3 separate regions of the Mus musculus genome follow, and all the other regions are linked to region 3. Evidence: chromatin contacts called from public ChIA-PET and HiChIP or PLAC-seq data. All regions are on one chromosome and are shown on one strand. Each heading gives the region's core, a stretch centred on a gene start, on an enhancer-like site or on the middle of the called end of the contact. The rest is flanking DNA. Distances are from core to core; before and after follow the strand shown.

Region 1 (3,150 bases), core at 436-2,935, 900 kb before region 3:
GGGAGGTACCCTATGTCTGAGGAGAAAAACAAAAGTTAGTAAGACCTCAAAGCAAGCTGCTCTCTCATCGAGTGTTAAGCTAAAATGAGGACTGCACTTGTTTAATACTTATAATATGCTTGGGGTGACAGTCAGTTCTCTCAGTTTTAAAGGGCCATATACAAATGTTTAGGAAATGACATCACCTTCTACTATTCTTTGCAAAACTTAAAACAGTAACTGGCTTTAACTCTGCTATATAAGTACTCTAATGAAATTAGGTTTTCGTGTTTACATACATTTAATGAGAACAGTAAATAAGGCATGTGTCCAATGCCCAAACAAGCAAGTATCCAGCCAACTGCAGAAACATAATCTTCCAGTCCCCCACAGAACAATCTGATACCTACCTCCACATCAACAGAAAATGGAAGTTCTTATCTGTAACATAAATAAAAACAATAATGGAACTTTAGAAAAAAAATAACAATTTAAAGTAGACTATTCTCATTATTTGTACTAATAAGCTATGTACAAAATTAGAAATTATCAAGTCGTAATTTCAAACAATCGACTCCATTTTATAAGTCAAAATGCTAAGGTCGAGAACTCACTCTACTAATTTAATTTTAAAACCAAATCAATGTGATTATAATACATACCTCTAGGAAAATTACTTAAAGATGAAAAACAATCACAGGACTGCTGAGTTTTTTTTCCAAACAAGACCAGGTTGGAGGCAGGGTTAACTTTTGATAGGAAAATCTATATAACTTCTGCGCTTGAAAGACATACATTAAGGGGCTGAGAGATGTCTCTTTTAAAGGATCCTGATTCAATTCCCAGCACCCACATGGCTGCTCTCTGTGTGTAACTCCTCCCAGGGAATCAATCCTACGCCCTCTACTGGCTTCCTGCACTACGGGCACGCATGGTGCACAAACAAGTGAGGGAATCCTCCATTAACATTAAAAAAAAAAAAAAAACCCTTTACATTTCTTTAAAAAGCATGGTGCATTAAGAAGCATTAATAGAAGTCAGTCTTATCCTTGCTGTCCAAAATCACCTAAATTCCTTTCGCTGAATCTGAGGTTTCAAAACATAATTTTCTTGCATTTATGTTTATTTAGAAAGTGCCGAAGCTGTCTCACTCCACTCCTATCAGAAAAAGTTTGGGACACCAAAACTCGAAAGTTCCAGAGAGTTCTGCATTGTCTTTCCCTATCTCTCTCTCTGTGTTTTCAAGGCTAGCATCAGACAGGAACATAGCTCCGATTTCAATGCGCTTCGTTTGGGTACCCTTTTTTTTTTCCTCCAAAAAGTCAGAACCAGTATGGGAAAGACGTTCTCTCGCCAGCAACAGGTAGGAGAACGCAAGGCAGTTTGGTTTCCTCTTTCTCTGACCATGCACCTCACGATCAGCTCCCGCGGCCCGGGGCAGAGGAATGGTCTGCACACACCCAGCCTCACGGGCCGGCCAGCCAAACTCCCGCAGCTACCTATGGGCGAGCCGGGGAGAGGGTTCACCCCACCGGGCTCAGCCCCACGGCCTCGGCCCCAGGGAGACCCTTTCCCCGAGGGCGGTGCACCACTCCGGCCCCGGAAAACGTTGAGGACGCTGGCGCCCTTCCCCAAGGCCCCAGCGGAGCTCGCCTCCGTCACACTACCCCGAACCCACGGGGGGCAACGACTCACCGGGTCTCTCAGGGCAGGGAGAGCCCTAAGCGATGGAGGACGGACGCTCCCTGGACCTCTGGGCGGCTCTCCAGCTCCCAAGACCTTCCTCCTTCAGCCGGCCGCGGCGATTACCACGGCTCCTCCGACGTCCCCGACCGCAGCTCCGCTGCCTCTGCTGCCCGGCTCGCCCGTGAAACTTTCCCAGGCTCCTCCGAGAAACGCTGCCGCCAGCACTCTCCGGACCGAGAGACAAGCCGTCAGCGACCCGGATGGAGCGGGAGGGGAAGGGCTGGCGGTGAGCAGGGCGGAGACCACGAGGGGTGGAGAGAGCTGAGGGAGAGGCTGGCGACGAGGGAGAGCCAGGCGACAAGGGAGAGGGGCGGTGGTTTCGCGGGGGAGGGGGGAGGGGAGGGGCTGGCCGGAAGTGAGCCGGGGAGCATGCGCGACCCCGCCCACTTCCCCATTCGTGCGCCTGCGCGGGAGACCTCCCAGGGTTCGTCTGATCCAGGAGCCTGCGCAGTGTTGCGGTTCCCTGCTCTAAGACGCTAATGCAGCCGGCTAGGGCTAGAAGCTGTCAAATGTATTTTCTTTCTTCCTCTTCTTCTTCTTCTTCTTTTTTTTTTTTGTTCTTGTCCGTGTGTTTTTAACAATGCTTCGGCGTTGACAAGTGAAAATTTCATTTTGGTTTGTCTTTCTGCTTGGAGGGTTTTAGCCTTTTCATAATTTTATTCTACCTTTCCTAATTTTGGTTTTGAAGTAGCAGACGAAACCATCACAAATACGGTTAGAAAAGCCGATGATGACTCATTTTAAACCCTTAAACTCATCTGAACCTAATTTGAACATGTAAGATATATTGCTAGCAATGGAGCAATGGCTTAGTCTAATCTTACTGAATGTCAACATCTTTGCTTCAGGTTCCGGAACAGTGTTGGCTCACGTTTTCAGCTAACTTCTTGGAAGATACGAGGTTAAATTACCCAAACTCTTTCACTCAGAGAAAAACAGGGCTTACAGCTACAGTTCCTGCTTCATGAAAACGAAATCCAGATTTCACAGGCCAATTTTAACATCATCTTGATACTAAATCTGTGTGTGTTGTGGTCTCAAAAAAGGACCCAGTGAATGAATGGAGGACAATTTGTTGGAACAAGAAAAAGATTTGCTCGGTAAGCCGCCAAGACCAAGAGCATGGAGTAGCTTGCTGACATTTTAACCTTTTAAACAGAGGTTCCATGCTCTCTTTATCCTTAGGAGGAAACTCCGTAGCTATCAATCTCTGAGTGTGTGTCAATCGTGAAGAAGTGGGGAGGGGCGGGGGGTAGTCCCATGCTAAACAACTGTACTGCTAGCTTAGAGTGAAGGAAGCTCAAGACCTTTCCAGCAGAGGATAGGTGTAAATAAAATGACAGCCTCATTTTAAAAAAAAGAGACCTTGAAACGCAGTTTTGAAACTGTATAGTAGTTAGTTTTACACAGCGTTATGGCTTTACT
Region 2 (3,242 bases), core at 477-2,976, 630 kb after region 3:
GCGAAGGGCTACATGAAGCCCCATCCCGTCTCCCTGCCCATCCCAGGTAAAAAAAAAAAAAACTTTATTTCTAAGTAATTTACCAATTGCCCCATCTCCCAAAACGTACAAACACATACACAATGTGGTGGTTCACACTTGAACTTGCCTATCAACCGTCCTCTCTGCCAGACAGGCAGCCTGAACCCGGTGTAAAGAGACCTTCAGGAATCTAGTGGAACACATTTCTGCCATAGCTGTTCAGAGGTCAAGCTTCAGACAACACACAACAGGAACCCTGTGCACCCAGGCCAAAGTGAAGCCACCCTGCTGTCTCCGCCACAAAAATCACCACCCAGCCTTTTGAGTCATCCAGGCTTCTCAGGAAGGAAAATTTCAACATTGACACACAGGGTAGCCACATCTCCACTGTGGCCTCGAGGCAGAAGAGGCTCCTGAAGTGTGACTCAATAGGCTATGATATCTGTCCCCTCTTCCACTGGGGAAGGGAGGCGATGGCTCCCCTCTTTGGACACCAAAGACCAGGCTGAGAGTGAGCACTCTAGGGACAGCTGCTGAGGAATGCACCCCTAGATATACCGTTGAAAAACACCCCATGCTAAAAGGGACTGGCTGATAGAATGAAGAGGAGAAGGAAAAGAAGCACTCACTTTGGCATAGACACTCCTGCACTCAGACACACACACACACACACACACACACACACACACACACCCCAAGTGACCTGCCCATCCCTGGCCATTGCCAACCTGCATCTCCCTCCAGACAAGGCCCACTGGCTGTACAGTACTTGATAGGCCCAGCTCTAGTGAACAGGAGGTGACTTAGGCCAGTGTTGACATGCAGTCCCTTGAGAGTGTGGCTGAGCACTTGGGGTGTGTTGGCAGGGGACACAGGCTCATGTTAGAAGCTGATGCTAGCCTTGGTTCATAGGTGCTGAGTGGGGAGATCTGGAAGTTTCTTTCCAAACTACACCTGTCCTCCCCCGGGGGCCTCAGCTCTTAAGACAGCTGAGCATTCCCCCCCCACACCCCTAAATCCCAGGGTCAAAATTATCTTAGTGAGCTATGGGGATGTGTGGAGTGTGTGGTCTTGGAAAGAACAGGGTGCCTGGGAAGAGGGGGAGGAGGGAGGAAGAAAGAGTAAGAGAGAGGGAGAGTGGGAAAGGGAAAGAGAGAGGGGGAGGAGAGAAAGAGAGAGAGGGAGAGAGAGAGAGAAGAGAAGGGGATTCAGTCATTGCTGGTCTCGCTTTTTCTAACAGAACCCCTATTTCACAGGGGGGCGGGGTGAAGCAGGCCTCCAATGCACCCCTGGGTAACCCTACTCACTTTCTCTGAGATTCCTAAGGGTCTCCCGCTGCACTCAGACACCTCAGTCCTTCTGTCTGAGACCCTCCCAAGATCAAGGCCACGCCTGCCCCGCTACCCCTGCGCGTCCTGCTTCCCCCTCCCAAGACCCCAAGTTCTTCCCGGACAGATTTAGCGGACATTGAGGAGCAATGAATCCCGAGGAACCTGGTCCTCCGGACCGGCGTTAAGTATCCTAGGCAACGGCCCCCTCCTAATTCCGCGGCCCCTGTCATGCCCCTAGTGTACCCCACGCCGCGCGAGGGAACAAGGATCCCCAGTGACCTCACCTGTAGCGGTCCTTGGTCCTCGCGTCTTCCGGCGCTGAGGCCCCGTGTCGGGGCGTGCCCATCACTGTCTCCGGGTCGCAGCCCCGCCCCGAGCCCCGCCCCCGAGCCCCGCCCCTCCCGCTGCCCTGGAACTGACCTTGACCGCCTACCAGCCGCTCCCTACTTGGACACTCCCAGCGCTGATGCAGCCTAGCTAGCCTCTCAGCCTGCCAAGATCCTGCGCCTTAGTTTTGCCAGGGGTTTCTGGGAGACAACCGAGAGCCTCCCCAACACACACACACACACACACACAAACACACACACACACACACACACACACACACACACACACACACACACACTAGCTTTGCCATCTGCACACATGTGCATACGGACTGAGCGCCTGCTGTTCGCCCAGTCTTTGGTCCTGCACTGGAGCTTTAAAATGGAGAGCGGAACCGGTATATCCTTTGGTTATATGGTAGCCTGGAGAAAGAAGGGGTTTAACACAAGACTCAGGAGCTGTTTGCCTATCCTGAGTGCCCTGGATTTCTTACCCACAGAAGCAGAGCACGGTGGTGCATACCTGTAATCCTAGCATTTAGGAAGTAGAGGCAAGAGGGTTAGAAATTGGCTACTGAGTCCACTTTGGACTTCCTGAGATCCTGTCAAAAAAATGAAGCCATCAAACCACCACTGCTGACAGACTGCAGTGGTGCAGCCTTTAATCCCAGCACTAGGGAGGCAGAGGCAGGAGGATGTCTGTTGAGTTTGAGGCCAACTCGGAGCAAGTTCCAGGACATCCAGGGGCTACACAGAGAAACCAGGTCTCAAAAACCCTACAAAACAAAACAACAACAACAAGAAGACAAACAAAACACTACCACATCTCCTGTCACCTACTGCTGTAAGGAAGCTTGGAGATCAAAAAGTATTCAGGCCTCTCTCCCATACTGAAGTCAGCCCTGAGCAAGGGAGAGAAGCAAGCATGTGTGCCAAGTCACAGAAGGATGCCAGAGATAGGAAAGCCAGAGCATTCGAAGCTACATAGGGGAACGATAGGGCATCTGTCTCCAAGCAGATATTGTCCCCTACCCTAGGGGCAGTAGGCAAGTGTCCGTGAGGTCACGTACATACCTGAGCAGGGTGTACTAACTCATGCTTGTACCCACAGCCACTGGGGAGGCTGAGACAAGGAGGTTTACAAGTTCAAGGATATCCTGGGCTACAGTGAGAGACCCTGTCTCAAACATACATAGGCAGTAGGTAGCATTTCTTTATTTGGTTGGTTGTTTTGTTTTGCTTTGAACACTTGTTTTGATGAGAATTTCACACATGAACATTTCCATCATTTCCATCCTGTCTTCTATAATTGCTACTGTTGCACACACAGAAACAGACAGAGACAGAAGCTACCTGAAGGGCTCCAACAGGCCCAGGCACGACATACATGGTACCAGCAGCTTTTACCCTTTCCCCTTCCCTCTCCTGGCTAAATCCTTAGATCATTACTAAAGCTAGCCCCGCAAGGTCGGCTCCCCTAACTGGCCTCTGACTCATTTCTGAGACTGAACACCAAGGTCCAGCCATCAAAATTCATGATTTGGCTGCACTGGCTAACTGTCCA
Region 3 (3,185 bases), core at 365-2,864:
GATGTGAATTAGGAAATAATGCTAAGCCTTAGTGCCTCTGTGTGTGTGTGTGTGTGTGTACTGAGTCACCTTGGTACAGGGGTTGGGGGAAGGGATAGCAGAGGTGCCTACCTGCCTATAAGTTTGGCCAGCTTTTTCCCAATTCTGGTTTGTTGGGTAAGGGTTGTATGGGGACAGATTATAGTGATAGCTGAAGGCTGAGTGAGGGGGCCGTGAGTCTAACACGGGGAGCAGAGAGATGGCCCATTCAACCTACAGAGCTCTGAGAAAACAAAACAACCCTCCATCCTCAAAGATGTCCCAGCCTTGAGAGCTGGCTGGCAGAACTACATTTGCAGAGTCGAATGCAGCTTAGAAGAACCATTTTGTCCTGACACTGGTGGCCATGTTGGTAGCGTTCGCCTGTGCATATGTGTGTGTGTGTGTGTTAGTTTGAGATTTATGTGGGCCTCAAATGCTAATCTTTTTGAGGGGAGATCCTATTAGGAAAATAATTTAAATACAACAGTTAGGCCCTCCCTGGGCCTGGAAATGGCGATATACAGGTTGCGCCCCCCCCCCCAAACTTTAACCTGTAGGCTCCCAAGTTCATTCTATGAGAGTACTTCCCACTTAATTTGTTAGACACAAGTGTTTATGCTCTTTCACAAAAATCATGGGGTGTAGACATCAGTAGTTACAGCTCCATCTTAGGGGTAAAGAAGTGACTGAGGACACATCTGCACCTGCCATTGGGCAGGGTGGGGATGTGTCCTGGATAGAGGTATCAGGTCTACCACCTCTTTCTCAGTGGGCAGTGGTGGCTGGAAGGGTCCTGGGGTACTTGAGGGGTGTTCCAGGCATGGGCTCCTAGCCCCCCAGGTGTGGGCTAGAAGTTAGCCTCTATAGTTCCCTCAGGACAGATGCTGCAGCCCTGGTCATGGGAACATGGCCTGCAAGGGAAGCTTAAGTAAGAGACACTGCATACAACGGCCAGGTCACCAGCACTGAAGCTAAGAAAACCCTGCCCGACTCCTGAGCAGCAACTGTAACGCATTGCCTCAGACTCCTCACCTGTAGAATCAGAGCCACTTCTGTATGTCAGAGTTCTTACTTGTCATAAGGTACAAATACGATTTCCCCTCAACCTGAGTCCTGAACAGTACCCCCAACCTCCCAGAACCCGGATGCCCAAGAGCTAGAGAAGGGTGGGAGGATCGGGACAGGCTGGGAATAGGCCAAAATTCCCACTCGGGGACCATGAGCTCTTACATGATGTCACAGGGGCAGGCGCTTTGGGTTTCGCTATGTGAACTCTGACAGGCTGTGGTGGGACTCCGAGCATCATCCTTAGATTTTGGATCCTCGATGGCAGGCAGGCACAGGGACCCAGTGCAAGATCTGTGAAGCCGCCTAGTTTCGGCTTCCGCTCTCTTTCCACGCCCACTTGTGTGCTTCCCCAACAGGGAGGATGGGAGGGGTGGGGGACGAGCCCTAATCTCCGAGGAAGGGGTGTGGCTCCGTTCGCGTTCTCCAGTTTGTGGTGTCCTGGATCTGTCCTCTGGTCCCCTCCAGATCGTGTCCCACACCCCACCCACTCTGGCTTGGCACTGTGCCACCACGCGTGACCGCGCGCTCCTTACGTGGGGAACGTGCAGGGTGATGCCTCCTTTCCGGCGCGGGAGGGAGCGGCCGTCATTCTCCTGCTCTGGCTGGGAAGCCCCAGCCATAGCGCGGCAGTGGCGCCTTGTAGCCAATGGGGACTGAGGAGGTGGGCCGGCTGGCGGTTGTCACCCTCCCGGGGACGGGAGCTCGGAGGTCTGGAGAGAGCAGGCAGACGCCCCGCCCAGGGACTGAGGGGGAGGAGCCAAGGGAGGAGGAGGTGGAGTCGCGGATCCGCCGCTGGAGGACCACTGCTCACCAGGGCTACTGAGGAGCCACTGGCCCCACACCTGCTTCTCCGCATCCCCCACCGTCAACATGATCGCCGCGCAACTACTGGCATATTACTTCACCGAGCTGAAGGATGACCAAGTCAAAAAGGTGAGCCCCGCCGGCGCCGCCCTGGCCACAGCCTTGCATTCCCGCATCCGCTCGCCACCGCCTGCATCCTCCCCCCGGCCTCTCCCGGCTAGACAGCATCTAGTTGGACTACAGGGTGCAGGCGACAGGCCTCATGCTGGGATTCACCCGGGCATTGTGGGCATGCGGGCGTGCTTGTGGTTTGAGGAGCTGGGCGGCCGGCTGAAGACCCCCCCCCTTCCTCCCACGGCTGGATTGCATACTGCAGTGTCCTTGAAAAGGACCATGGATGTCAGATGGGTACCCGCACGCAGTGCCGGGCTGAGACCTGTCTAGGTGGGGACCAGCTGGCCTGTCTATAGGCCTGTTTTGAAAGGTCCACGCGCGCCGTGGGCGGGGAAGGTGTGATCGCCGAGATAGGCTGGGGAGGTGAGTGAGCAGCTGGCGGGGGTGCTGGCTGGAAGCCAGGCATCCCATATTTGGGGTTCCCATTTGGAGAATACGATGCCCTCCTGAAACTGTCACTGGGCTCCCCCAGCTGTTGCAGCTGCTCCTTACTCTGAGGACGGGGTGACCCGCCTGGCTTTCCGGTGAGGGGAGGGGAGCAGAGGCCACCGGAAACTTTGCTCATAGGCCTCAGGTCGAGAACCGCACGTCTGAATGGAATTTTTTCTTCCTCTAAACCTGTAATTTCCAGGCAGTCTCAGCCTAGGAGCTCAAATAAGACACTTTAGTCACTTGAAGAGCTCGGAGGGGTTGGCATTCGTTCCTTGTGACTTGTGAGTTCTTGCACATGGACGCTGGGTCCTAGGGGTGATGTTCATCTAGTATAAAGTGCCGTCTGCTGGTGGGTCTTAAAGATGTACCTCACTTTTCTGCCACCATCAGTAAGACGGGATGTTTTTTTCCTGAGATAGACTAAGTTGGTTAGGAAAACACCTAGGACATTTTTATTTGTGCTATGGGTATGCCTTACCTACCCTAGGATAGGTTAATAGCATCATCACCCTGACAGACACTGGGACAAGAGGTACTATCTACAGGTGAGAGGCGGCAGTGACTAGGCTCTGTCCTTTCCTGGCCTGAGACTTCTCATCCTGCACCTTCAGAAGCAGTCTTACCGGGGACTGTGACCTCCTGAAGGTCACACAGCTGGTTAGAGGTGGAGTCTGGGCGGGGCTCTG

Evidence for each region. ChIA-PET counts read pairs in DNA pulled down with a chosen protein or histone mark. HiChIP or PLAC-seq counts read pairs in DNA pulled down with a chosen protein or histone mark.
Region 1: a contact with region 3 is called in an RNA polymerase II ChIA-PET map of memory CD8 T cells, with 6 read pairs. The contact joins the promoter of 1700120B22Rik here to the promoter of Hk1 in region 3. A contact is called at or near these places in 1 of 484 Hi-C or Micro-C datasets (CD4 T cells) and 1 of 115 datasets of contacts at active chromatin or transcription factors (memory CD8 T cells).
Region 2: a contact with region 3 is called in an H3K4me3 HiChIP or PLAC-seq map of bone marrow-derived macrophages, with 7 times the contacts expected there. The contact joins the promoter of Aifm2 here to the promoter of Hk1 in region 3. A contact is called at or near these places in 1 of 484 Hi-C or Micro-C datasets (embryonic stem cells) and 2 of 115 datasets of contacts at active chromatin or transcription factors (bone marrow-derived macrophages and pancreatic cancer cells).

The regions. Positions count from the first base shown.
Region 1 is chr10:63,242,688-63,245,837 of GRCm38.p6, reverse strand. It overlaps 1700120B22Rik (RIKEN cDNA 1700120B22 gene), which reads left to right and starts at 1,685. Exons shown (of 2, transcript NR_166111.1): 1 at 1,685-1,951; 2 at 2,574-3,150. Herc4 (hect domain and RLD 4) reads right to left here and starts at 2,041. Exons shown (of 25, transcript NM_026101.4): 1 at 1,675-2,041; 2 at 390-420; 3 at 1-16.
Region 2 is chr10:61,713,747-61,716,988 of GRCm38.p6, reverse strand. Aifm2 (apoptosis-inducing factor, mitochondrion-associated 2) reads right to left here and starts at 1,726. Exons shown (of 10, transcript NM_001284300.1): 1 at 1,637-1,726.
Region 3 is chr10:62,338,850-62,342,034 of GRCm38.p6, reverse strand. Hk1 (hexokinase 1) reads left to right here and starts at 1,614. Exons shown (of 18, transcript NM_001146100.1): 1 at 1,614-2,022. The coding sequence starts at 1,960. Hk1os (hexokinase 1, opposite strand) reads right to left here and starts at 1,801. Exons shown (of 3, transcript NR_168630.1): 1 at 1,623-1,801.